3 separate regions of the Mus musculus genome follow, and regions 2 and 3 are each linked to region 1. Evidence: chromatin contacts called from public Hi-C data. All regions are on one chromosome and are shown on one strand. Each heading gives the region's core, a stretch centred on a gene start, on an enhancer-like site or on the middle of the called end of the contact. The rest is flanking DNA. Distances are from core to core; before and after follow the strand shown. Region 1 has its middle 4.1 kb from the start of Gm30560. Region 2 holds the start of 3100003L05Rik (RIKEN cDNA 3100003L05 gene). Region 3 has its middle 160 kb from the start of 3100003L05Rik.

Region 1 (4,427 bases), core at 1,059-3,558:
GTGCCTTTATGTGTGTGCATGTATCCACACCCTTATGTGCACATGAATGCCTGAAGAGTAGACTACAGAACAAAAGCTGTCCAGGTCAGGGGTACATGGTGTCATCACAGTGTATGTGCCACTCCCAGTCTAGAGCTGCTGAAGGTGGAAGGTTAATGACCTACAAGCCTCAGGTGGACCGAGGGGTCCCGAAGGAAAGCTGACTTGTCTGATAACACCTGTGAAAGCATCTAATAAGGAGATCCACAGGCCAAACCCTCTACCATGTCCTGACTGCTGGGGAACTGACCCCAGATGGACTCTTCCAGCCCTAACCTTCCCCATTTTCCATACTATAAGACCTCAATACCCGCCCCCCCAACATCATGTGAGCACAGTCTCACCTCTATGGAGAGGCTGCAGACCTCCAGATGTTTTGGCTAAAGAGCAATTGTTTCTGGAGATGCCTGTCTGCGATCTTTTATTTCTGTGTTGCCTCCATTGGTCCCTAACAGAAGAGGCGAGTGATCTGAGCTGACATTTTCTTTGCCTCCCTGGCTACTATCTAGGGAATGTGTGTTGTTGATGCTGGAAGCTGGATTTGGAGGCTTGGTCCCCAGCCTGTGAGTGGTGCTGGAAATTTTAGAAGGTGGCCCAGTGACATGAAGTAAGTCATGGGGGTGTGGCCTCTAAATAGATATTGGAGCTCCCAGTCCTTCAGCCTCTGTCTTTTGCTTCCTGGATGTTCTCTTTTGTCACATGTTCCCACCACAATGTGCCAGCAAGCCGGTGACCATGGACTGAAATCCCTGAAACTGTGTGCCACAAAACCCTTTCCTCCTAAAATCTTGGTGCCCCACGGAGCTGTTCACCTTGGTTTTAGAGCCTGGAAATACAGGTTTATCAAGAGCATCTACCTCAAAAGCTTACTGCAGAGATCAGTGGTGAGGATGTAAACAAAGTCAAGCGCTGAGCACTGAGAGAGCTGTACAGTCACTATGATCTCCCGTCTAGAGCCAGGGTCAAGTTCAAACGCCTTGAGGGATGGTCCTCATTCTCTCCTAGCTTCCTTGTCTAAGACTCCAGGTATGAAGAAGGGCCAGGGATGGGGCGGGGGAGCTGGGGCATAGTTGTAAACTTCTGAGTTCGAGGCGGCTTCCAATAAGAGCTTTTACATCGGTGTCCCTAGGCCAGGCCATCTCTTAGTACATAATCTTGTCACATGCAAATGTGCAGCCACACTGTGCATTTGCTGGCTGATCTGTTTATCACAGGTTGTTACTAGTTAGTGTTTGCCACGGTCTGGTCTCCTGGCTCTCTAGCACAGCCTGGCACGGAGGAGACACTCTCTGAACACTCTGCTGAACGGATGAAGAAGCTGGGGACTCCATGCCAGTGGCAGGCTGTGCCCCTTGATGTGGAGGAGCACAGAGGGAGACGACAGGTGGGAGGGACTGTGATGTCATCAGCCTCACCCACAGCCAGGGTCATCCCGGGGTACTCACTGGCAGGGTCACTTTGGAGAGAGCCTCCAGACACTTCCCACATGCTTTGTCCATGAGGCAGAGCCGAAGCCTGAAGTTCTACAAGGTCCAGCAGCTTAATACCCACTTGTTAGCTGGGTGCCTTTAATTCCTGAGGGTCTCTGGTTCCTCCTTGTGACACGGAGACACATAGTACTAACGTCAAAGATTCTGGCCATGAAATAAGCTCACCTATGCAAACAGCCTGGGAGGGGAAAGTGCTCAGTCTGGTATTGCTGTGTCCTGAGGCCAGGCTGCCCTTGAACTTGTGGCTCTATTTCTGCTTCTGCTTTCTGAATGCTGGGTTTGCAAGCGAGTATGAGCACTGTCATTCCCAGTGATTCTCTGGCACCACCAGGCCTAGGCTTCCTGGCTGCCTGAGACTTCTTCCCCGCAGCCTCCACATTGGACTAACCTGGCTCCATCTGGCCGCTGGGCTGCAGCAAAGAGCTTCCCTTGATGCTTCCACCAGGACTTAAAAAAAAAAAAAAAGGAAACCCTTTCTTGGATTGCTGCCCGCGGCAGACACAGTTTAAATTAACTCAAACCATTTTCTCTCCCCCCCACCTTTACTGATCCGTTTTCACGGAAGGGAATAGGAAGCCTTTTCAGAAAAGAGCGTTAGGAAGCGCTTATCTTTCTGCTCTCCAGAGGATGCCAGGGCAGGAGGTCCTAAGGTTTGTAGCGAGAGCAAGGAAGTGGCTTTTAAGGAGGAGTTTTCGGGAACTCGGTGCAGCGCACATCCCTAGGGAAGAGTGCAAGGTCCCGCCACACCGCCGCTGCAGTGCCACATATGACCGCTAGGGGGCACCCAGGCCTTATGACTGCTAGAGCCTGAGCGGCGTCCACGAGTTGAGACTGCGCGCGTGCTCAGGTTTGCGAGCCTGCGACCAGAGCCCGCGCTTGCAGCGGCGTCCTAAGTCCCTAGCAGGTCTAGCGCGGAGCCTCGCGCTCCTCTCCCTCCCTCCCACCCCATCTGTGACTCATTTATTCGGCTTTTCTCCCTTTGTTTCATCGAACCTATGTGCAGCTCCCCTCCCTTTCTCTTTCCCTTCCTTCTCCCCTCCCTCCCTCCCTCCCTCCCGTCCTCTCCCGATTTCATTCCTCCATTCCCTCTGCACATCTCTTCACAGTGTCTTCCACCTACCCATGCACCCTTCCGCTCGCTCTCGCGCTCCCGCCTTTTCTGCCCTCCTACTCTCCTCTCTTTCTGGATTTGGCCTGAATAACTTCAGATTTCCTGCCAGTCGACTTCGGGTAGTGGGCAGCTTTTCTGCGCCTTAGACCAACCTTCGCGGCTCCGTGAGGCTGTGTGGTGAGGGTCCGCAGTGTACAGGGGACAGTGCATGGCTCCCTGGATCCGGACTCCAGCTGTGCCTAAGCTCTCCAGAAAGCTTTAAAACATTGCTGAGCTCTGGGCTAGGTTGTTGGATAGTAGATAAAGTACCTGTTGACCAAGTGGGAGTCCCTGGCGTCCCCCCCCCCCCCCAGCACCACAAACACAGTTTTAAGTTTTGGGAGTCCTGCGCTCTCTGCCCCCCCCCCCTTTCCCCCTAAGGCACAGCTTGTAACATAGAGTTATAGTTGGAGGCTGAAAATGATTTTGAGTGTTGACAAAGGGTGTGAGGGGAACCCATTTGCTTGGGATTCGGATTCAGTGCTGCGCTCTTTCCACCCTGTTCCAGGAATTTGCAGGTTTAGCTCCAGTCTCATCTCCTCCACCCCCAGGCCAGCACCAAGCAGCAAGGCTGTGCTCTGGAAGGCCTGCCTGTCCTGGCCACATTCCATTAGCAAACAGCATTTCCTCTGTTCCCCAAGCTTATCTGTGGGTCCTCTATGGTGCTGGGGGTTCCCAGTGGGCAGAGCTGGGGTAGGACACCGGAGGCCTGGCCTGAATCTTTGCCCTCTCTTTCCTGCTAGTTTTGCCACGAGGACTTCTTTGGCTCAGAGCCACCCACATAGTTGCCAGGGGAGAAACTTCCAGAGCCGGGCCCAACAGCTGTCTTGGAGGCCTTGCTGGCCAAGACTGATTCCTGGGTGTGGCTGCTCCTCTCTTGGGAGGAAAGTAAGTAGTTTTGGGGTCCAGAGTCATCTAATGAGTATTAGAAAAGCAGATAGGGGTGGGGTGGGGGCTACGACTATTTGGCCTAAGAGGTGATGGGGGTGGGGCGGATGAGGGAGAAGTTGCCAGTCCTTTCCAGGTGGGAAGGTGCAGGTGTGAGTCCCAGCCAGAGTTTTCAAGCTGTGCTCCTGTGACAGAAACATTTCAGAGTGGTCCCCGGTATCCTTTGCATGGTGGGACAGGTCCAGTATAGTCTTTTCTACCAGAACCAAGCAAGCAAGGCTTGGGAAGGCTTAACGAATTCCATGAGGTCACTGTTCTAGATGGTACTATTGGCATATTTTATTCTTTTCCTCTTCCTGAGTAAATCTCACTTTCCAGCCGTTTGCAGTTAGCTAAGACTGTTTATTTTGTTCCGGCAAAGGGAAGTGGAGGTGAGAGTAAACCTTTTCAGTCCAAAACAGGAAACTTCCTCTGTGTTCTCCTAGGCTCCCCCCCACACCCCCGAAACTGTTGTTTGAGCCTGGAGGACATCCCTCTGTCATGTTGCCCAGCCTGCAGTAGATGTGCGTGCAGACAGATGATTCTGGGTACTGTTTGTTATTGCAGCAGATCCCAGCCCACCCTGACTGCTACATCACATAGCTAGGGAGAGATATGGCTGGAACTGGAGTTTAACCCTTTCTGACCCTGGGTTCTTCTCTTTTTGCCTCAAATGTAGACTGGGGGAAGGTGTGCAGGTCAATTGACTTAACGGAGTATAGTTTTTCTCTCCACGTTTTCACACTTTGGAATTAATTTTTCTCATTACAATCAATGACATCCCATAGTCTTTGCTGGTACTGCTGGGAGTGTGACACAAT
Region 2 (4,427 bases), core at 745-3,244, 680 kb after region 1:
GCTGAAAGCATCCCATGCCTCCGTCAACATTTCTTCAGCTCAGAGCTTTACAACCATTACGGTCTAGCTTCCAGGTGCACCCCTTTGCTCATACCCCACTGAGCTCTCCCTCACATCCCAGCATCCCAAGTCCGCCTTCCCTGACCTCAGGCCTTTGCCTTATCATGTGTATGCACCATGCTTCCTCTTCTCTCCTTATCTGTTCAGCTGCATCTCTTCTTTCAAAGGCTAACTGCTGGTCATGTCCACCATGAGGCTCCTGAGCAGCAGTCGCTGGCTTCTCTCTTTGGACCTCTAGGGTGAACTGGTTGTGTTACTTGCAAGGTAGCTCACTTTCAGGCAATTACTCCACTTAACAGGACGATGGCAGATCACAGGACTCATTGGCAGTTCTGGAGCCTGGCCTTGGCCCCATTTCCATACCCCTGAAGGTTAAAGTAAAAAAGATTACTGCCATATTCAGCCCAGCTCATCTTCACCGTGGGAATGGTCATTATTTCTTAGGACCTTTGACTACTTTCTACTTCAACTTCTGTCCTTCTTGTCTGTCTGCACCCGTGCAATGCCTTGACAATTCTTTGTAAACTTAAATCAGACACTAGTCCCCTACTTAGTGACCTTCTAGTAAATTGGAATACCCATGCCCTAATTATTTTACTAGTCTACAAATGGCACGATTTCATTATCATCATCTCTCCATCACCCGGTTCCTCCCACCTCTTGGGTTTGCTTCCTGGATGGCCTCCATAAGCTCAGTCCTCCCGCGTGCAGTGAGTTCAGCTTGGAAGTCTCTTTCCCAGCTATTCTCTTACTCATTCATGGCAGACTCTTTTCCAGATAGATCTACCTGCCAAAATAAGCCACTCCTGTCCCCCTGGCTTCCTTTGCATTGTTAGTCATCACCTGCAGAGATGTTAGGCTTCTTTGTTTATTTATTTATTGTCTGGTTCCCTGCTCACAGCTACTATCCTACAGAATACATTTCACAGCTGTAGAGAGGGCCCTCACACTGCTCATTATTTTTATCCCAGGCATCAGAAACAAAAGTTCTTGGCACACCCTGGGCACTTGTCTAATAATTATGAAGCAGTTGATTGAGCCTTTGCACAGTGCCTGGACCTGGGTTCCAGGTGAGCAGGTTTTGAACTCTCCTTTCTGGGTCTCACCTTGGTCTTCCCTGCTAGCTTGTGAGCTGTTGTAAGTGCAGTGGCTTTAGTCCTACTCGCCCCTGTATCCACTGCAGAGCACCAGTACAGAGCAGTCGCCAATCTGCATGTGTTAATGTCAAAGACATCCACAGTCATTAGAGAGGAAAAAAATGAAGAAAATAAAAATAAATAGGAGGAGTGACTCCTTGGATGCTTGTATCAGGCTTGGCCCACTATCAGAGGATATTCCACCTCTCTGCTATCTGTGACAGTGCCTATGTGAAGCCCCTGAGAGAAGGGAGAAAGTAGAGCATAGCCCCAAATGCTCCGCTCCCCAGGGGTGGCACCTGCCAGCAGAAGTCTTGCCAGGGTTGTCCTTGCCCCGCCTCCCCCTGGCCTCCCTTCCTTGTGGGTATAAATCCAGAAGCTCCCCACACTCAGATATCTGGATCCCCTGAGGCCCTGAGCTTCACGCACTCTTTTCTACACTCCTTCCTACGTAAGTGTGAGTCACTCTCGGGAGGGAGAAAGCTGTGCCAAGCTGGCTTTTCACCAGTGCCTGGGGACTCCTGCACCTGCAGAGCCATGTGTATTTTTCTCCCAACTCTTTGTCATGCTGGGAATGTTATTAAAATGACCTATTTATCAGAGTGAAAAAAAAAATCCCAGCTTAAGCCAAACAATATAGGATCTAAAATACAGGCTGTGAATTTAATTTGTATTGCAGCCGTGGTCCCCGAGTAACAGGAGGTGATTTATGATTCTCCTGAGGGAAGGCAGAAAGCGGGCCAGACACTGAGGGGTGATTCTTGCCTACATTCCTTGCTCCACTCTTACGCGGCCTCCCTGGACTCTGCCTGCTCTGTATCCTTGGGGCAAGCAGTTCTCAGAGTCTGTGCAGAGCCCAGCTGGTGCTGCAGCTGAGGGAACCGGGCAAGCATAGATTCTACTTTGAACAGACATCTGGATCATCCCCAGGTGTGTTGATTTGAAGAGAAGAGGAACATCCTGAAATAGGTAAGGTAGATGGGGTATTCTTAAAGAAAAACTGGAATGTAGGTGACATCAGTCCCCCACATGTCGTGCACGCAGCAGAAGTATGTACAGTACAGCAAATGGAAGCTCGCCTTTATGATTGGCTCTCATGTCATTCTTTGCCCGAGCGAGTCCATATAACTTCCCTCATCCCTCATAGCACCCACCACAAGTAACTCCTACTATGAATTTCCTACTGTAGACAAGAAACTGAGACAGGTTTAAAGAGTTGAAGACTTTGCTCAAGGGGATCACACAATCTGTTGGTGGCAGAAGCATTTGACTGTAGGCAGACCAGAGTTAGAGGACAGTGGCTGGATCTTGCAGGTGCTGGACACTTCTCATGTTTGAACAGCTACGTTGATGCTTTCTGTGATAGCTCACATGATGGTGGAATGGACTAACTTTGCCTGATAATTTAAGTGTTGTACTGAGCGCTTCCTCTGTGTGAGCTCTTTTCTCTTAACCACCTTAGGATGTAAGACATATCCTTATCCACATTGCAGATACAAACACTGAGCATGAGGAACACAAAGAGATGTGTCGTGGCCATCTGGTTCTAGCGGTCACAATGCCAACCATTGCAGTTACTCCTCATATGGACTTCAGCAGAGGCTGAGCCTGTAATAGCAGCAGAACTTGATCCTTTACAAGCAGCAATCCAGAACTTCTCCAAGAGTACAGCATATTCTGAGATTGCTATGTATGATATGTGAGTTGTCTTATTTTCACACACATGTTTCTTCTGATGATCTTTTGTAGGGAAAAGATGTCAACTTGTTCATTCACTGGACTGTGCAAAATTAGGAAAATCAGGGGGTTTCCTCTGCCACTTCATTTTGAGTTAAGAAGTAGGAAAACAAGCCCACAACCTGTAACAAAGTGTCTTTGTCTTTACAAGTGACAGAGGCAGAGAAGTCCCCTAGGAAAACCAGAGGAAGACAGAAAGTGGGAGGGAGACACAGGAGAGGAAAAGAGAGGAAAAGAATGAGAGAGGAAAGAAGAGACAGGGAAGGAATGAAGGAACAGGTAGGATGAAGACAAAGAAAAGGAGGTGTTTAAAAAGCACTTGTGAACCCCAAAAGACCACCAACGAGCCGATTCTGATACAATTGAACTAAGACTTTAGTCTTTTTATTCAATCCCACTGCTGACCCTGACGCAGTAGGATGGGAGGGTGAAACCCTGAGACCTTAGCAGGACAAGGTTTTATAAGAAATGACAAGCAAGAGAGGGAGTTTCCAGTCTGGAAAGCATCTAATTGAAAGACTATTGTAAGCCGACAGGTGGGTGCTCTGCTGCAAAACCATGAACCATCACAAACACAAACTGTCTGAAAGCACTTCTGGAGCTGTGAGACTAATCTTGATTGTTAGGGAGGGAGTAGCTAGGGAGTAACTGGGGTATGGGCCAGAGACAAACTCCTCTGGTTCTTCCTGGAACTTGGATGCAGCTTGGGTTCAGCTGCAGGTCGAGTTCTCAGGCTCTTTTTGTTTTTATTGTTGGGGTGGTGGTGGTGGTTGTTTGTTGTTTTTAAATGGAGGCTGGTCCCAAGATGGACTAGGTTTGGCCTCTCCGAGGGAGGAAAAGACATGGGAGGAAATGAAGAGAGGGAGAAGAAGAGGAAGAAACCAAAGAAGAAGGAAGGGAGGAGGTTGAAAAGGGGGGGGGGGTGGGAGATGGAAGGAGAGGAAAGAGAAACCAACCATGGTTGTCAGTCTATCTCCGCGTTTAGAAAGTCCCCCTTCTCTGTACCAGAGACAGCCCTATTTTAAGTGAAATGTGTGCACAGCATTTAATTTTCACAATGACTCAAGAACACAGTTAGCATAGTCTTTGTCTTGAAGATGGGGAAACTGAGGCACAGCCAGGTTAGACAGATGCCAAGGTTTTCATTTTTAGTATCTAGCACAATTAGGCTCCAGGATCTGTATGTTAACCAACTGGAGGTCGGCAGCCACGCGCAGGTATTTTGATACTTGCTGCTTCTTACCCATCATGGTGGCTAAGTTGAACAGGATACACTAGACTAGGTACTTGGGAACCACAAACCATTGACTCAATCAAACTAAGATTTTGGTTACATATGAGGCTGGCATTGAAAGGAGGACAAAGGCTGGGACTTGGTCTTCAAGGTCCTGAGCCAATAGCAATCCCTTTGCTTTGTGTCTTCTGGCTTACCCATGACCTTTTCCCAAGTCCATTTACCAGCAAGGTAACATAGGGAGAATTCAGTTCTGGTTT
Region 3 (4,427 bases), core at 1,122-3,621, 530 kb after region 1:
AGTAACAGGGATGGCAGGTCACAGCGATGAGGCTGATAGTGGTGGTGATAGTGGCATTGGTAATGGTGATAGAATGGTAATAGTGTTGGTAGCTTTGGTGGTAGTGACAGTAATGACACTAGTGGTAGTGGTAGTGATGGTGGTGACATCGATGAGCCTGATAGTGTGATAGTGACATCAGCAGTGAGGATGAGGTAATGGTGGTGATGATAATGATACTGATGTTGGAGTGATGCTGGCATTGCTAATGATGATGTTAGTGGTGACAATGGGGATGATGGTAATAGCTACAAATCATGGTGGGTGATAGTTGAATTGGTGATGGTGATGGTATTGGTGGTTAATGGTGGCGGTAGTAGTGGTAATGGTGGCTGGTGGTGGATGATAATGGTGGTGGTGATGCTAGTGGCAGTAACAATGGTGATGTGTTATTGGTGATCGTGGTAATAGTGTTATTGGTGAGCATTCTAGTAGTGGAACTAAAGGTAGTGGTAGTGATCACAGAAGGAATCACAGGGGCCTCTAGATTTGCATCTCTATAAGTCAGGAGCATAACAAGGGTGCCTTGTGAGAATTCTCAGGAAAAAAATTATTCCTGGAAAATTAAGACCTCGAAAACTAAAGAAAGGCAAGAAAAAAAGTTGACACATAGAGATATCAAAAGTCTGAAGTGCCATCCCTAGGCTTCTGAAGCAAGCTAGGTTGAACTGGAAACTTAAGGGTTCTTTGAAAAGTCATTTGGATGGCGTTTTGCTGAGGCAAACATGTGGAGGAACATTTCATTAAAGTGGACCCAGGTGTGAAAGGCTAAGGAAGACTTGTGAAGGAAGGTTTCGCTGAAGCAGACACAGGAGAGAGGATGTTCTGCTAAAGCAAGCATGTGAAGGAAACATGATAAAAGATTCTTTGCTAAGGACATGCATTTATTGGTCTGCCTTACATTGCATAGTTGAGATGCATTTGTCCAGACTCCTTAGAGAGAAATGCACCAAAAACAGTTGTAGGCATGATTGGATGCATGTGCTGAGGTTAAGACACATGATGAGGCAAGACCCGTGGAGGACAATTGATGTTTGGAGGGTATAAAGAGGACTCCACAGAGTGATGGAGACAGAGGTTGGCTTCCTGGCACAGCTAGCTGTACAAGGTTTGTGGATCTTGCATCTTTGTTCATCTTTGCTGTGCTGAAAGGAACAACCAAGAACTTCTCCTGGCCTCCCTCTGAGTCCCTCTTGCTGACTCAAGCCAAGGCTGAGGCCTGCCTGTCTCTGCTAGGTCATGTGACTGCTGTTGCTAACCCCACTCTACCAAACTGGACTGCTGCTATATTCATGAGATATTTATGGTTGGATCAAGCTGCTGCTGCCTGCTAACCCGTGAACTGAACTGCCTATTTCCAGATAACACAGACAAGAGTTGCTCCAAAGAACCTTTCTTAACAGATCTACTTCCTCTGTATCCTTTCTTTCCCACTACTTCTTGTGGGTGGTGGGATACAAGGAAAGTTAAGGTGTTTAAGACCCATCATTAAACATAGGATTAGAAAAAAAATTAAAGTTACACTGGGTACCTTGTGGTTGGAAAATGTTTTCCTAACATTGGAGTTGATGTCAGACTCTGAAATTCAGTCAGGGAAAAGTTCGAGCTGCTTGTTTACATGTTAAAATATGTTGAGCTGTGAATAGTATGTAAAAAAATAAAATTCAATTGCACAGTCCACTTTAGTTTTTTTTATAACATAGTTGACAAGTCTGGGTAGTAAGTGTGTTCTGTCTTCATTAAAATGATTCGACTCTTTCTCACACTATCAGATTTCTATTTTTGGCTCTTGGAACCAAACACATGCCTCCCCATTTCTGTAATTATTTCTGCTATCTGATCTCCAAAAGTCCTTCCTCTTTTACTAAAACCAAGATGTCTGACTTCTTAACGCCTTCTTTGGAATTCTGTCTCAATGTTCTCACCCATCTGGGGGTCACACTGAACTCTGTTCATTCTGGTATTTTTTTTGGGAGGGGGTTGGGGAGAACTTGGCAAACCAGTGCCTATACCACAGCTGTGGGTGGATGTGATTGTTTTAAAGCGTGTTCTTTCTGCCATGCTGCTCTGTGTGGCACATTTGCCACACAAAGCTATATAACAAGGAGACACCTTTGTCTAAAGCCTTCAACAGACCAATTCGTGTGAACCAGTACGACTGAGTGCCAAATCCCATAAAAGCTGGTGCCTTACTGCTCCTGACCTTACAAATCACACTGCTAACTCCACCCAGCCCCCTACATTAGCGATTTTGTGCTGAGCCAGAAGTGCTGGTGTGGGCCAACCCAACGCTTGTAAAATTGAGGTCATTTGGCTCCTAATCAGAGTTCAGACACCAGCTGGGATCTGTGAAAATTTCCTTCCCAGAGCATCAACTTGGAGGAGGCCCAGAGTACACTGAAGACAGAAGTGAAGTCTGACACCCACGCAGTTCAGAGATAGAATGAAAATGGCTGGCATCCCAGGGAGAAGAGTCAGAGGTCCAGGGCAGAAAGCAGCAGGGACTGTAGCTGGCAAACATTTCACAGTCCAAGGTCGTAGCCCACATCTCTGTGTTACCTTCATGGAAATCTTTTGCATAGTAATACAAGGACTGGGGAACATAGAATTTTATTTGTACTCATCCCCTTATCATGTGGTAAGAAAAACTTTAGAAGTCTGTTTCAAACTTCCAGCACTGCTTGCTCTGTTTCATTGGCTACATCACAGAAGAGTAGACTGTGGTCAGATCTGAAACTCACTTGTCCACAGCACACATCTGCTTGCAGGGACACCAGCCTACCCTGTTATCAGAGCTTACGGTTGAACAACTCCTCTGGCTCTGGGAATGGGTGCATGTCTAAGATGAGGGCTTTGTCTCCCTGTGAGTCCTGCTTTAGGGAGAATCCTTACCGCACCTACAACGGGAATTAAGAAATAGGTAAAGGGGGGAGGACTTCAGCAATTCAAAAGGTACTTGTTGATAAAGACATTTTCAATTTGACTAAAATACTGCTTCGATGGACCCAATATCAGAGACGCGATGGAAAGGTAAAGAAGACCAAAGCACATGACACAGGTGAAGGAGAATGCCCAATGACCCATTTTTTCAATGAATATATGCTAGTAAATAGCATTTTATGTGAATTGGAGCCTTTTGGCTTTGGGCTTTTAGGTTAAGAATGTTTACCCTGTATATGCCCATGACAGATGGCCTTTCTCTAGTCTTCACACAGTGTGAAAGAGACAGATTTTTCTTTCTTTTTTGCTATAGCCTTGGGAGGCTAAACAGTTTGACTGTCTTTTCCAAAGGCATATAGATTTTGTCTTGTGTTCAAGGAAAGAAAGGCTGGCTTTGGTAAGTGGAGAGGCTCTTCTCCCTCTCCTAGTGGCTTTGTAAGCTTTAATTGACATGTTAGGAAGTCTATGGATGGGTTCCTTGCTTGTCTCCAGCTTGCAGATAACAACCAACAGGTACCAAGAGTGGGCTTCCGTGGCTTCTTCAGGCTCTCCATCTCTACCCTTTAAGTCCTGGTAGTCTTGAAGACTGCAGACACTAGAGGGTTCTAGTTAGAGAACTCTGCAGGTCCACAGAAAATATCTCATTTGGGCCACAGACTCCCCTTGTATCTTTATTGCACCTGAAGATTCCCCACTGGGTCCCATCCCCAGTACAACTTGCTAATTATATGTAAATCTACAGCAAAAAGTAGAAATTAGGGGGAGGTTGAAATTTAGCTTGACTGGGGGAGGATGTCGAATTTTCACTTGAGATTGTCACGTTGAACCTCAAAAGGCTCTAGATTTTGTAGTCTTTATCCTCTGCAATAAACTTTAGGGTTTTTTTTTCCATTTCTGTTATGTATATCAGAATTCTGATGAGGAGTATATTGAATCTGTAGATCACTGTCAATTTTATGGCCATTTTTAGAGTGCTATTTGTACCGATCCATGAATGTAGGCTGTCCTTTTCAATTTCAGGTGTTGTTTTCAGTTTCCATATTTACTGAAACACTATTCACAATGACTTTACACCAGCTTAGATACCTACAAGCAGGTTTGTGAGTATAGGAAGGGTGGTGCATGCTCAATGGGTTATTCTTTGACAATTAAGAAAAGCACATTATGCCATGTGTAATGTGTTAGGGAATGGCTAACACTGGTGATCACCATGCTAAATGAAATAAAGCAGCCTCAGAAAAACAAATACAGCATTTTCTCAAATATGTAAAATTTCAACTTTCAAAAATGACTTGATTAGTGAGGAGAAGGAAGTCAGAATGAAGAGGGGGACTGACAACAAGTGTTACAAATGAACCATCTCATTGACAAATAACTGTCTTTTCTTAAGTTATGTTGCTTGCAGGAAAAAGGATGAGAGTGGAAATAGTAATAAGAAAATTAAAAGG

What was found. Hi-C and Micro-C count contacts between places; a contact is called where the count stands out from the background.
Region 2: a contact with region 1 is called in a Hi-C map of uterus, with 4 times the contacts expected there. The contact joins the promoter of 3100003L05Rik here to the enhancer-like site in region 1. A contact is called at or near these places in 3 of 484 Hi-C or Micro-C datasets (cerebral cortex, stem cell-derived neural progenitor cells and uterus), 3 of 115 datasets of contacts at active chromatin or transcription factors (embryonic limb bud, embryonic stem cells and stem cell-derived neural progenitor cells) and 1 of 9 other capture datasets (embryonic stem cells).
Region 3: a contact with region 1 is called in a Hi-C map of uterus, with 4 times the contacts expected there. The contact joins two enhancer-like sites. A contact is called at or near these places in 7 of 484 Hi-C or Micro-C datasets (cerebellar granule neurons, cerebral cortex, myocytes and 1 more) and 3 of 115 datasets of contacts at active chromatin or transcription factors (embryonic stem cells, neural tube and stem cell-derived neural progenitor cells).

The regions. Positions count from the first base shown.
Region 1 is chr7:125,391,717-125,396,143 of GRCm38.p6, reverse strand. No RefSeq gene overlaps it. Among named protein-coding and RNA genes, the nearest start is that of Gm30560, 4.1 kb to the left of the region's middle. Within about 2 kb of position 2,308, at least 135 of the 459 cell types and tissues checked have an H3K27ac peak or open chromatin away from gene starts, as enhancers often do. A contact at or near this core is called in cerebral cortex, embryonic limb bud and uterus, where this site is marked.
Region 2 is chr7:124,706,502-124,710,928 of GRCm38.p6, reverse strand. 3100003L05Rik (RIKEN cDNA 3100003L05 gene) reads left to right here and starts at 1,994. Exons shown (of 4, transcript NR_045907.1): 1 at 1,994-2,165.
Region 3 is chr7:124,866,220-124,870,646 of GRCm38.p6, reverse strand. No RefSeq gene overlaps it. Among named protein-coding and RNA genes, the nearest start is that of 3100003L05Rik, 160 kb to the right of the region's middle. Within about 2 kb of position 2,371, at least 38 of the 459 cell types and tissues checked have an H3K27ac peak or open chromatin away from gene starts, as enhancers often do. A contact at or near this core is called in uterus, where this site is marked.